2 separate regions of the Hermetia illucens genome follow, and region 2 is linked to region 1. The links are chromatin contacts, called in public Hi-C maps. All regions are on one chromosome and are shown on one strand. The core of a region is the stretch at or near the end of the contact, and the rest is flanking DNA. Distances in the headings are between cores, read along the strand shown.

Region 1 (5,182 bases), core at 1,952-4,451:
TTTAATTTTTTACCGATTCTGAATCAGACTTTAGAACTTGGTGGAGGAGCATCCTTGTCGTTCTCGTCTCTTTCGCTAAATCCGAGTTCCACCATGCTATTTTACCTTTCTTTGGCATCTTGAGTGGACTGGTCTTTACAAAAGCTGCTCTCATGCTAGCTGTAATCATCTGGGTTGTTTTCTCAATTCCAGCAATGAATTGCATGCGTCTCCCCTTACAACTATCCATGGATCTTGTATGAGGTACAATATGCATGTCTTGCAACTATTGATCTGACGGCTTATAAGTGCAGTCATCACTTTACAATGCTGAAAATTTATTTGAGAGGTATAACACCTCATCTCCGATTCAGATGAAGATGCCGTCGGCTGCACGTCCCTTGCGATGGGTTTAGGACCCAACACTTGTAATATGACGGTCTCAAGCCCGTAGTAGAGCCAACAGTAATTTGTTCACAAACCTTAATATTTGCAATATTTGCAGCCATTTGAGCCGAAGAGTTGGGTTCGTCAGAAGCCAGCAGCTGCTTTAGTTTGCCCTTAGCCATGGACGTTCCTGAAACAGGCAGCTTTCCCGAGAACGGTTATTAATCCTATAATAACCCCCAACCCGGAGGACCAGTTGGTTTATTTTTTTTTCGTTTTTACTGAAGAGAGGCCCTTTCATTCTTCCCCGTATGTAGTTGTTCGTTAAAAAGGAAAGATGAAAAGCAATTCCCAAGTGGACTCGGAGATAGGATTTAATAACAGAGCTGTCAGTGTTGGGTTAACAAGATACCAATCCATACTTTTTTTACCCTGTACAATGCAGCAGCATCTATGGTCAATGAAAATATGTACTTCCGTCCCAGGGACTTTCTCGCCAAAAAAGTGAGATTAGCCGTGTTCACGCTTAATTGGAATTTCAAATAATGTCAACCTTAAGGAGCTATGGCGGGGAATTAAAATCCGCTCGTATATTCCGCAGGCGCTTTTAGCCTGCTTTGAAATTGATGGAAAGGAACCCTCATGCACCAACAAAAAAAAATGCATGTGTATGAAATCGACATTTTTCGTACTTGAAGTACCGAACAACTAGGTTTAAGGTAGTTTTAGTTTCTAATCATCTTTTGTTCTCTAGCAGTATTATTCTATTAAGGGGAAGTCGCGCCGCGTCCTCAAAGAACAATTGCGCTCTTTTTACTAGTTATAGTGTACCTATTAATCATAGTATCTCAAGCAAGCCGATAACCGTTAGGAATTTTAGTATATTCACTACTTCCAAATCTTTCAACTCTGCATCTGGTATTAAGTGTTCTCCCATATGCCTCGACCTACTTTGCACAAGTGCCGGATACTGTCCCAGGACGTATATAGAGGCTTCACCTCTCCTCTCTAGCAGTAAGTCGTACATATTATGCGCAGCATTATTTTGCACACGCCTCGGAAGCCCAACTCCTTTACTGAAAATACTTTCTTTGCTGATGACAGTAAAACATCCTCCGAAAATGAAAAAAAATGTGAATACTTTAACCCACTCCATTTGGCATAAATAAACAAGTTTTGGAATTCACAAATTATATTTGCAACTGAAGTCATTATTCAGGAGGGTCACCCCCGTTCCGCTGGATTACAACTATCGTAACTTATCGCTAAATGAACGCATGAGATATGAACAACTCATGCATTTGGCTTTAATCCCTATCACACGTCAATTTTGTTTCTACATGAATGGTTTACACAAGGCTAGACAATGGTCCACGCCACAAGCTACTTTCTTGATTTTAGCGTTAACAGCCGTTTTGAACGGGAAGTACTGATCCTTTTTATGACCTAAGCCCAAGCAGCCAAAACGGTTTTTGCCCCACATGAACAAATCGCCTTCCGAATTCACTGCCCCCATGTGGAAAACGCCGCTGCAGATCGACACAACTTTGCTGTCCATGTGGAAATCGGTCCGACCGAACAAAGGCGGGGGGATATGTCTAGGTTGGCTCGATTGCTCAACGTTAGGACCAAACCCTAGGATTCCGTAGCCCCAGGTGAATACGTCCCCTTCGTCGTTCAACGCCATGCACACTGAACCGCCCGCAGCGACATCTATAATTTTACCTAGCCCTTTAGTGATTTTCAGGTGCCTGGGGACACTGATTTGGGTCGGGGCATCCTCAGATTCCGACAGTTGTCCATACTCGGAGTTGCCCCAGCCAAACACTTCTCCTGCGGCATTCACGGCCAGCACGCAGTCTGCTCGCGAAGATACCTTGACTATCTTCTCGCCTTTAATGTCGCCTTCCACCTGTTGAGGTTCACTCGTGTTGTCAAAATTGTCCAGTCCGGTCTGTCCATCCGCACCCCATCCACAAGAATAAACGTTCCCTGATCGCATCAGGAAGAGCGTATGGTCTTGTCCGCACTCAACAGATTCCACGACGTCATCATCTCCCGCGAGTTTGTCAATTCGATTAATTATGCCACTCGATTTGTAAGCCTCATCCTCGACAATTCGACGGGCACATTGGCCATACGAGTTGTTCCCTAAGGTAAATACTGCCCCGTTCTTTGCAACTACTACCAGATGAGCGCGTCCGGCGGACATGCTTTTTATCTCAAGATCATCAGGCGTCTCACCCTCCTTTCGCGGCAAATTGATCGGTGTCGGGTAGATTACTATATCCCAAGTTGAGCCTGAGGGGCGTTGTTGTAGTCCCAGTTGCCCGTCAGTGTTCATCCCTGTCCCAAACAATGTTTCACCGTCCGTGCGACGAACTGCAAACGCCGAAAATCCATATCCAGCTGCAATATCCAGCACGTCCGTGTTCTCCCCAAACTGCAGCCTAGTGGGATGATGGACCACATGCCGGTAGTAGTCTTCACTTTGCTTCACGGATGTATTCACGCCTAACGCCCCCGTTCGCGACAAACCCCAAACGTAAGTGCGTAATCTGTTGCGGGACTTGATGGGGAATTCGTGAGCTGCAAGAAGTCAGAGACTAGTTTCTGAGGTTAGGTTTCCAATTTGTGGTCGTTACTTGAAAGTGAGTCGATGTCTTGAAGCAAAACACTCCTTTTGGCTTTCGACGTGTAATTGCGTATCCACTGCGTGCTGAAAGGAAAGCGTTTCATCCTTTCGAACTTAACTGGGGCACTTCATCTGACAAGTCGGAGCCGCGCGCGATGTAAACAAAGCGTCACGATAATGAGAGTTCTCCAGATTGTCAACTATGCACTAAACTTGAGCGATTCCACTACATCTAACGAATTATTTCGCGGTATTATTTAAAAATTCGAAAAGCCCATGTTTCTAATAACTTGCCTATCCTAACGAATGTCTGTCAAAATGGAGTTGACGCGGACATCGTAGTTGATTGAAATAAAATCCCTTTTCTGAATTTTTTCGATTATCCAAGTATTTTGCCAGAGGTTGGCAATGACATCTTGTCGCTACTAGAATCGTACTGCGGTCAGCTGACGAACGACAACAAGTTTTTCAGTATTGGCATAACTGGCGTGGCGACTACTTCCAATTCCCAATTGAAGTTCGATTTGACAGTGGTTGGGATGCGATTGTCGGTGGTTCAGACAAAATAGAGTAAATGCCTGCTTTTCAATAAGTGAAGTAAAAACCCACTCACAGTTGCTCTACAAAGTTTCACCTGATCCGAAATTGAAGGCGCTGCAGTTTCAAAGAAGGTGCCCATCCCGCGCTGTTATCCTGATACGACCCATTCCGGCGTTTGCAGCGACCTTCATGCAACCTTCACTTCACGTGTGTGATCAATAAAGTGAGGAATAATCACACTAGCGGGCAGGAAGAAGCGCGCCAAGCAACTCGTCGGAGCGTATCCATTGGCAAATAGCTGCTTGGAAAAGGATGAAATGAGTGATTTCGGACGCCCGTTGCCGCCTTCCGCGCGATAATGGCTAAGGCTGTTGCTGTGACCGTCGTTACTCCGTGAGTGGCACCGTGCTATTGCTTACGGGGTCCCCGCGACTCCTGTGCAAGATTAAAAACTCCAGGCGTCAAGCGCTAGCGCTCTGAGCTGGACTGCTAACTTTGTGCCGTATAAATGGTCACAGTCAGAATCGGAGAGATCCAGTAGTGGTTTCGATTTCGCTTTCAGTTGGTCGGTACTTATCGCCGCGAGTGAGTGTTGACGGGAGTTCCATCCACGGTGCATAATTCGGCCGAGAGAATCTGACAAACTAGTGGTTTCTATAGAAAGTGAACTTCTAAGAGTTTGGTGTGCTATTGAAGTTGCGGAGATGTGCGAACGCGAATTGAGCTGCGGCGCTGAGGTTACGCGCTATGTGGGCCGGACGAGGTTTAACCAGAATGGAGTTGTACAGCCTCTACTCACAGGTATGACCTTAGGCCTTTCGTGACGTCTGTCCAGTGCACAGGTGGAAGGGGCTCAGCGAGCAAACAGAGTCGCGTGTGGGCATCTTGCTATCGCGACGATGCTACATCCAACAGCAGGCGAAGACCCACCTGCGACTCGGAACATGACTGGCGCTTTGTGCGTGTGCTGGGGATGACTGTAACTTTGCTCCAATTATGACCGCATTTTTAATGACTACAAAAACCGTATATTTGCTTTGCGAATGATTCAAGCTCTCCCACCCACTTGCAACAACCGCGGCAGCCACTATTGCTCGAATGAGCGAATTGTTTGTGCCTTGCTCCAACATTTAGCGGGCACCAACTGCACTGCACCTATTTGTGACCACTCATCAACTTTCAGAACATTTACCATTAATGACTGTTAACATGGGAAGCGTATTACCTTACACAATTTACCCAGACTCTGGGCGACTTTTCTCCCCGCTACCAAAATCCGCCTTATCTGAACCTCTAACCAAGATTAAATCTGACACACTTCTGTGCTCTTGAACGTTTCGCGAAATCTTTGACCTTGCGTTGCTCTCTGGGATCTTGCGAAATGCTTATTTCACTGGAATAAGATAAGGAAATGAGTTCTTTTCATATTGGACGATGGACGTTCGTTTGAGTGTTCTGATGGGAATACAACCTTCTTTCTTCCATATCAGATCTATCCACGAAAATAAAGTAGTTCGCCATTTAAAAGTTGATAAGATTAACAATTTTTGTGTTGTGGTCTTCGGAGATAACCTCTCGGCGACTATAGAACGTATGAATGGAGGCGACTACTTTACGTAGTGATATTTCCATAGAAAATGA
Region 2 (5,182 bases), core at 1,052-3,551, 140 kb after region 1:
TATTTTTGTGCAAATTGTCTCGCGCAACGTTAACCAAGGATCTGCGCATTGATTTCGTTAAGTTAGTTATTCATCCACCTCCTTTTGAACGATCCACCGTACGGCTTTCCCTGCGTTTTTATGGACTCTCCATTAATAATAATAATAATCGTTGGCGCAACAATCCATATTGGATCAGGGCCTTGAAGTGTGTTAGAGCACTTCATTCAAGACCGTAATTCAGAATAGCCTGCAGGAGGCAATGTGGTCAGCATTGCGCTCTGATTTGACTCAGGAACTCATTCACAGCTGAGTCGACTGGTATCCGACGTCAAATCACGATGCAAATTCCACTGCCTCTCCATTGCGCAGATTTTGTGACACCAAAAACCACTCCGATTTCTCATAAAGTGTTACCATTCTCGATTGCACTTATCATAGGTTCCTTTATCTCATTTGAAATTATTTTAGTACGAGGCATCTTTTAAAAACTGTAATATCCAACTTAAAGAAAAAAGCTTATAAAGTTTTGACCGATTAAAATTTGTACGATTTTAATTTTTCTTGATTTTGTTTTATTTTTTAAAAATTTAAATTCACAGCAAAAACATATATGCGAAAAAATATGCAAAAAGCTTCAGTGCAAAAAAAAATTTTGAAATACATCAAAAAATAGAAATTTCAGAAGCATTTGATTCTCTTCACAGAGAAGTTTCCGTTTTGAACCTGCTGCAGATGATAAACTCATTCCATACTCAATAATATAACATTCTCTGATTTTGACGTTTTTTTACAACTTGGGTGGGTTATCATTTTACTTTATTGTCATGTGCATTGGCGGATTAAAAACCGTTTGCTGTTGAAATGACTCATGCATAAAGAGAAGCATCTTTCTTTATCAGAGCAAATAAGTTGACGGAACTGAAGCTTATCTCGCAGCAACCAATACGGGATGGGATGGAATGAGCCCTTCCCTTTCGCTTACATTTCTTGTTCCAACGATCGAGGAATTACATCAGTGAGGGCACCTAGATGGAAGCGACACTCATAGTTAACTTAGCATTTCTTCTTCGCTCCCATTTTCATACACGCTAATTACTTTTGACCTTATCTGATTTTCTCAAGCAATCTATGGGTAAAGCGTTATTCTGTAAATCCTGAAAATTCAGTCAAAGGAAAAGAAATTTACATAAAAATGCGAATTTTCATCTGTTGCATACATAGCACGTAGTACACGGGGAATCCCTAAAGCTATTTCCAATGCATAAAATGGTATTATTCGAGGAATGTTATGCCATTTAGGCGATAAGTTCTCAAGACATGGCGTTGAACAAAGAAATTTCTCAACTGCGATGCCAACCAAGAAAAACAAAGATGTTGTGCAGTCATACCCTTACAAACTGTATAATTTCTAGTTGGTCTATTCCTAATTTGACACTCAGCAGGGCGAAGATCCGACTTTATGGAAAAATCAATCGTATGTTCCCGAGTCACACAATATTTTCCAGAAAATGACGCCAATCCCATGACATACCGTGACAAATGCTTCAAGAGCTGATTCTTAATGATTGACACCATCGCTCCACTTGTTTGTACCGCGCGTTTTCAAAGTTTTTCCCGTCAATAGTTTCACTTATCCAAAACAGACACAATACCCACGACTGCACCAACTGACATTTTCACCCTGTCTAATGACAAACGCCATGACAGGTCAATAGAAAGCAACAAGAAACAAACACGACGACTCCAAACGAACCATACGGTGCACTCACGAAGATTTGACAATTAGCTCTGGACTTTGTCACTGTTAAATTACAGCTGCGTGACGTATGGGGTTTGCGAGCCTCGCGAAGCCCACGATGACAAGCGCAGCGAATGTCGTTCTTTTTGCCGTCTGAGCGTTTAATTGACAAAACGCAATTTTGAAGAGGTAATTACTTAGCAAATACTTTATGTAATTGGATACATTGTATGCAACGTTATTTAATGGAATATTCTCTTTGTTCCTCAGTTGATTTGACATTTCGTCGCAATGCGAAGGCGATCAAAAACTAACATAATGCTCGCTGTTAGACGCAAACCGCAAACACACTTGGCGAGTGTCGTGAACGTCAAACGGGTCAAACGGCCAAACGGCACTCAGCGAACTTGTGATGCAGTTCATTGAACTACGAGTACGAGTCATGGAGAATGCTAGAGCAACATAGAAAATGGAACTTCCATGAAGTAGCTAAAGCCAAAAACAAAATATTTTAGATTAGATTTTATTTTCAAAAACAAGTGAAATTCATAAATATTAGTAGTCTCGTGAACGCGAGACTACTAATTGCCCACCGCGATTATCAGCTCATTTTTTCTGGCAGTGCTGAGTTGACATCTATCCAAAAACATAGAATCTAAATGTCATTTTGACTTATATCAGCGGCAGGTGTCCCCGGCTGTCAAGTTGCAATTATTCCCGGTTTGCATGCTATGCTGGCTTTTTTTGGCTCGCGTGAATGTAGAAAAGTTACAACCTCGTCTTTAACTGTTTATCTGTTTTGTTGCTTTCTATAGTGATATTGGAAATGGTGGAGTTAATGAATGGTATTTTGTCCCGAGTGATCGGAGAGAACTGCACGGAACGCTATCTAGTCGACTATGATTTTTTCGATGGTAATTGTCTGAGAGATTTTAGATTAAAACACATTGACCGCAGTTGCGTCAGAACTCGAATTTAAATAGAAAACATTTGGCACTTCTAGTGATACCACGTTAAGGATCTGGCGCACATCTACTCAGTGCCTCACTATGCTTTGTGGCATGGTGAACGCGTAATCCCATTTGCATTGATTAACTAATTGATTGGCACACGTAGGAAATGCGCTGAGATACCGGACAGCGGGTTCTCGAACCGGATAACTTTACACATATCAAATCAAAGATTCAAATTCGGTACAAGAACCTAAAAGTTGTGCACTTATTAGTTAACCCCTCTTGTGGCAGCAGTTTCGATACTCACCGCGTTAGGTTTTATCTGGTGATTACACGGGAAAATCTAATTTGCTCCGTAAAGTATATTATTAAGCGATGGCCACTTAGTTTCTAAAGAATTAATAAAATACACAAATGTGCATTCAAGGGTTCGTTGGAATTCCAATTGTGGGAATGGGTTGTTTTTGAGTCTTGGGGGAAATCAACATGATCCGATGCAGGAAATATAGTGCTTGGAAATGGTTCGATTATTGTCGGTTGGGCTACAAGCCAACAGTAAGAAGGCCCACTGCGAAACAAATGCGTGTGGGCGGACAGACGAACTTGTTTTTTTAATAAAAGACTGACTATCCATTTGTCCGAAAATTCATCAAATTTACATATTGCAAAAAGATTGCATTTGCAAATATCGTTTACGTATAAAATAAATAACATACATATTCTATATTCCTGATCATTCCCTTAAATATTCACGAAGAACTAAAGAAACTATTAAAAAGTTGGAAGATATATTCTTAACAGCATTAAAAAATAACTTTATTGATAAAAAGGTTCAAAGCATGCTTTCATGTTCCGCATTTTCTAGATTTTCCGAATACACAGGATCTTCGGAGATTCCGTTACCAACTTCTTTATATGTTATGTTTTGGACTGCTCGCGAAAACACATTCGTACAATTCGATTTTTGCAGGCTGACTGATGCCATGCTGAATTAACAGATAGTACCACAAGATTGTAGCCTTTATCTGAAATATGTTGCCGCAAAATTAGTCTCCAGCCTATTAGGCCAGTGAAACTTGGGTGATCATTGCGGATTAAGAATATTGCTGGGTGTGTCGTTACTTGGAACTGAGCCTTCATACTTGAACTGGTTATTGAAACACTCTGAGAGGCTTTCCGAGCCTCTTGTTAAATGAAACGCCGAAACTTAACACTATTCCCGTGAATTCATATCATTGGACGTTGCAAAAGAAACACGTTCTACAAGTTTTCTACAACTTTATTACAAGTGTTCGGATAGTTGAGCGGTTACAAGCGAAAGTCGCGTTTTAAATCCGAATACTGGCAAAGGATTTGTATCCCGACTGGATGTCAAATGCCGGTGGACGCAACTGTAAGTACCTAACTGAAACCAGAGTAATAATCACGAGAACGCGCAATACTGATCACATTGTTTCCTACAGTGTATCGTAGTCATATCGTGTTTCGTCGACAATCCTGGATGAAGTGCAAATTGGTTTGTCGCGCCAACAATTATTATTTCCGAGTTGTCAGAATCTCACAATCGAATATCACACTAAGTGCCAAGCATTTGAGTTCGCACGATGCTACCTACTTAAAAATAAATACGTGGAATCTATAAGAGACCTGTTTTGCAGGTCGACCAGCAATCCATACTGACACAAGAAGTCTGCACCTAGTATGGGGAAGCGAAAATGTCCTACGCAAGCCAAGAGTCACGTCCACTTGCCTATACCCGTAGGTGTTGATACGGGAGGTATTTGCCGCTGCTAATTTCAGAGGTTGTGGAAATAGTCGATGGTGCTGGGGTACGGGAAGAGCCGAAATTTCCGCTCCAGTACCCTCCAGGAGCCGACGCAGCCGAAGCGACTTCATCAATTCATCGTCGATCATACTTCCACCCAATTGCTTCATTTCGCGCAGCAATTGGCTGGGAGTTCGATCTCCCAACGTTAGGCCAGCCAGCAAGTGATCTAGTTTTGCCGACTCACTTACTAACAGGCGCCTGATCAATTCGATCTTCAGCAGCGAGTACGAAGCCGATTTCACTACGTCGGACACCAGTAGACTGGACTCATCGTCCAGGCCGATCACCGTTCACGCCCTAAAACAGCGGCGCATTCGCTTCACGGACTGATGGGGAACACAGTTCCGGATCCGGTCGCTGAAACCCCTCGGTTTCATCTGGGGGCGGAGTGATGTGGCGCGGCAGGATTCGCGGCATTCGAAATTTATTTCGAATGTTGCGAATGCGAGCGGTCAGATGACGCCACCGGCGCTCTTCACTCAGTTTACAGCTCGCCACAGGAGTGGAGAGCAGAGTGCCATGAGTTGACGGCAGAATGTCTGAAAATAATAATTTCTGGACTTCTGCCGTCAAGTTTGGAACACCGACCCGAAGTTTTTCCAATATAATATAAATTAAAACCCCATATTTTTTTGTGAATTCTTCTCTGAGAATTGACCACTTAAAGTTGTAAAAATTTTA

Evidence for each region. A called contact is a pair of places that touch in the nucleus more often than the background predicts.
Region 2: a Hi-C map of an unstated tissue shows a contact between it and region 1, with 5 times the contacts expected there. The contact joins the promoter of LOC119646556 here to the promoter of LOC119656414 in region 1. A contact is called at or near these places in 2 of 2 Hi-C or Micro-C datasets (an unstated tissue and whole body).

Annotation. Positions count from the first base shown.
Region 1 is chr1:134,770,326-134,775,507 of iHerIll2.2.curated.20191125, forward strand. It overlaps LOC119656414 (RCC1-like G exchanging factor-like protein), which reads right to left and starts at 3,202. Exons shown (of 2, transcript XM_038062799.1): 1 at 3,012-3,202; 2 at 1,541-2,955. The coding sequence starts at 3,105. The coding sequence ends at 1,703. LOC119656378 (nicotinate phosphoribosyltransferase) reads left to right here and starts at 3,486. Exons shown (of 11, transcript XM_038062798.1): 1 at 3,486-4,342. The coding sequence starts at 4,246.
Region 2 is chr1:134,910,203-134,915,384 of iHerIll2.2.curated.20191125, forward strand. LOC119646556 (mannose-P-dolichol utilization defect 1 protein homolog) reads left to right here and starts at 2,302. Exons shown (of 3, transcript XM_038047033.1): 1 at 2,302-2,634. The coding sequence starts at 2,547. It overlaps LOC119646554 (UHRF1-binding protein 1-like), which reads right to left and starts at 1,939. Exons shown (of 24, transcript XM_038047032.1): 1 at 1,514-1,939. The coding sequence starts at 1,557.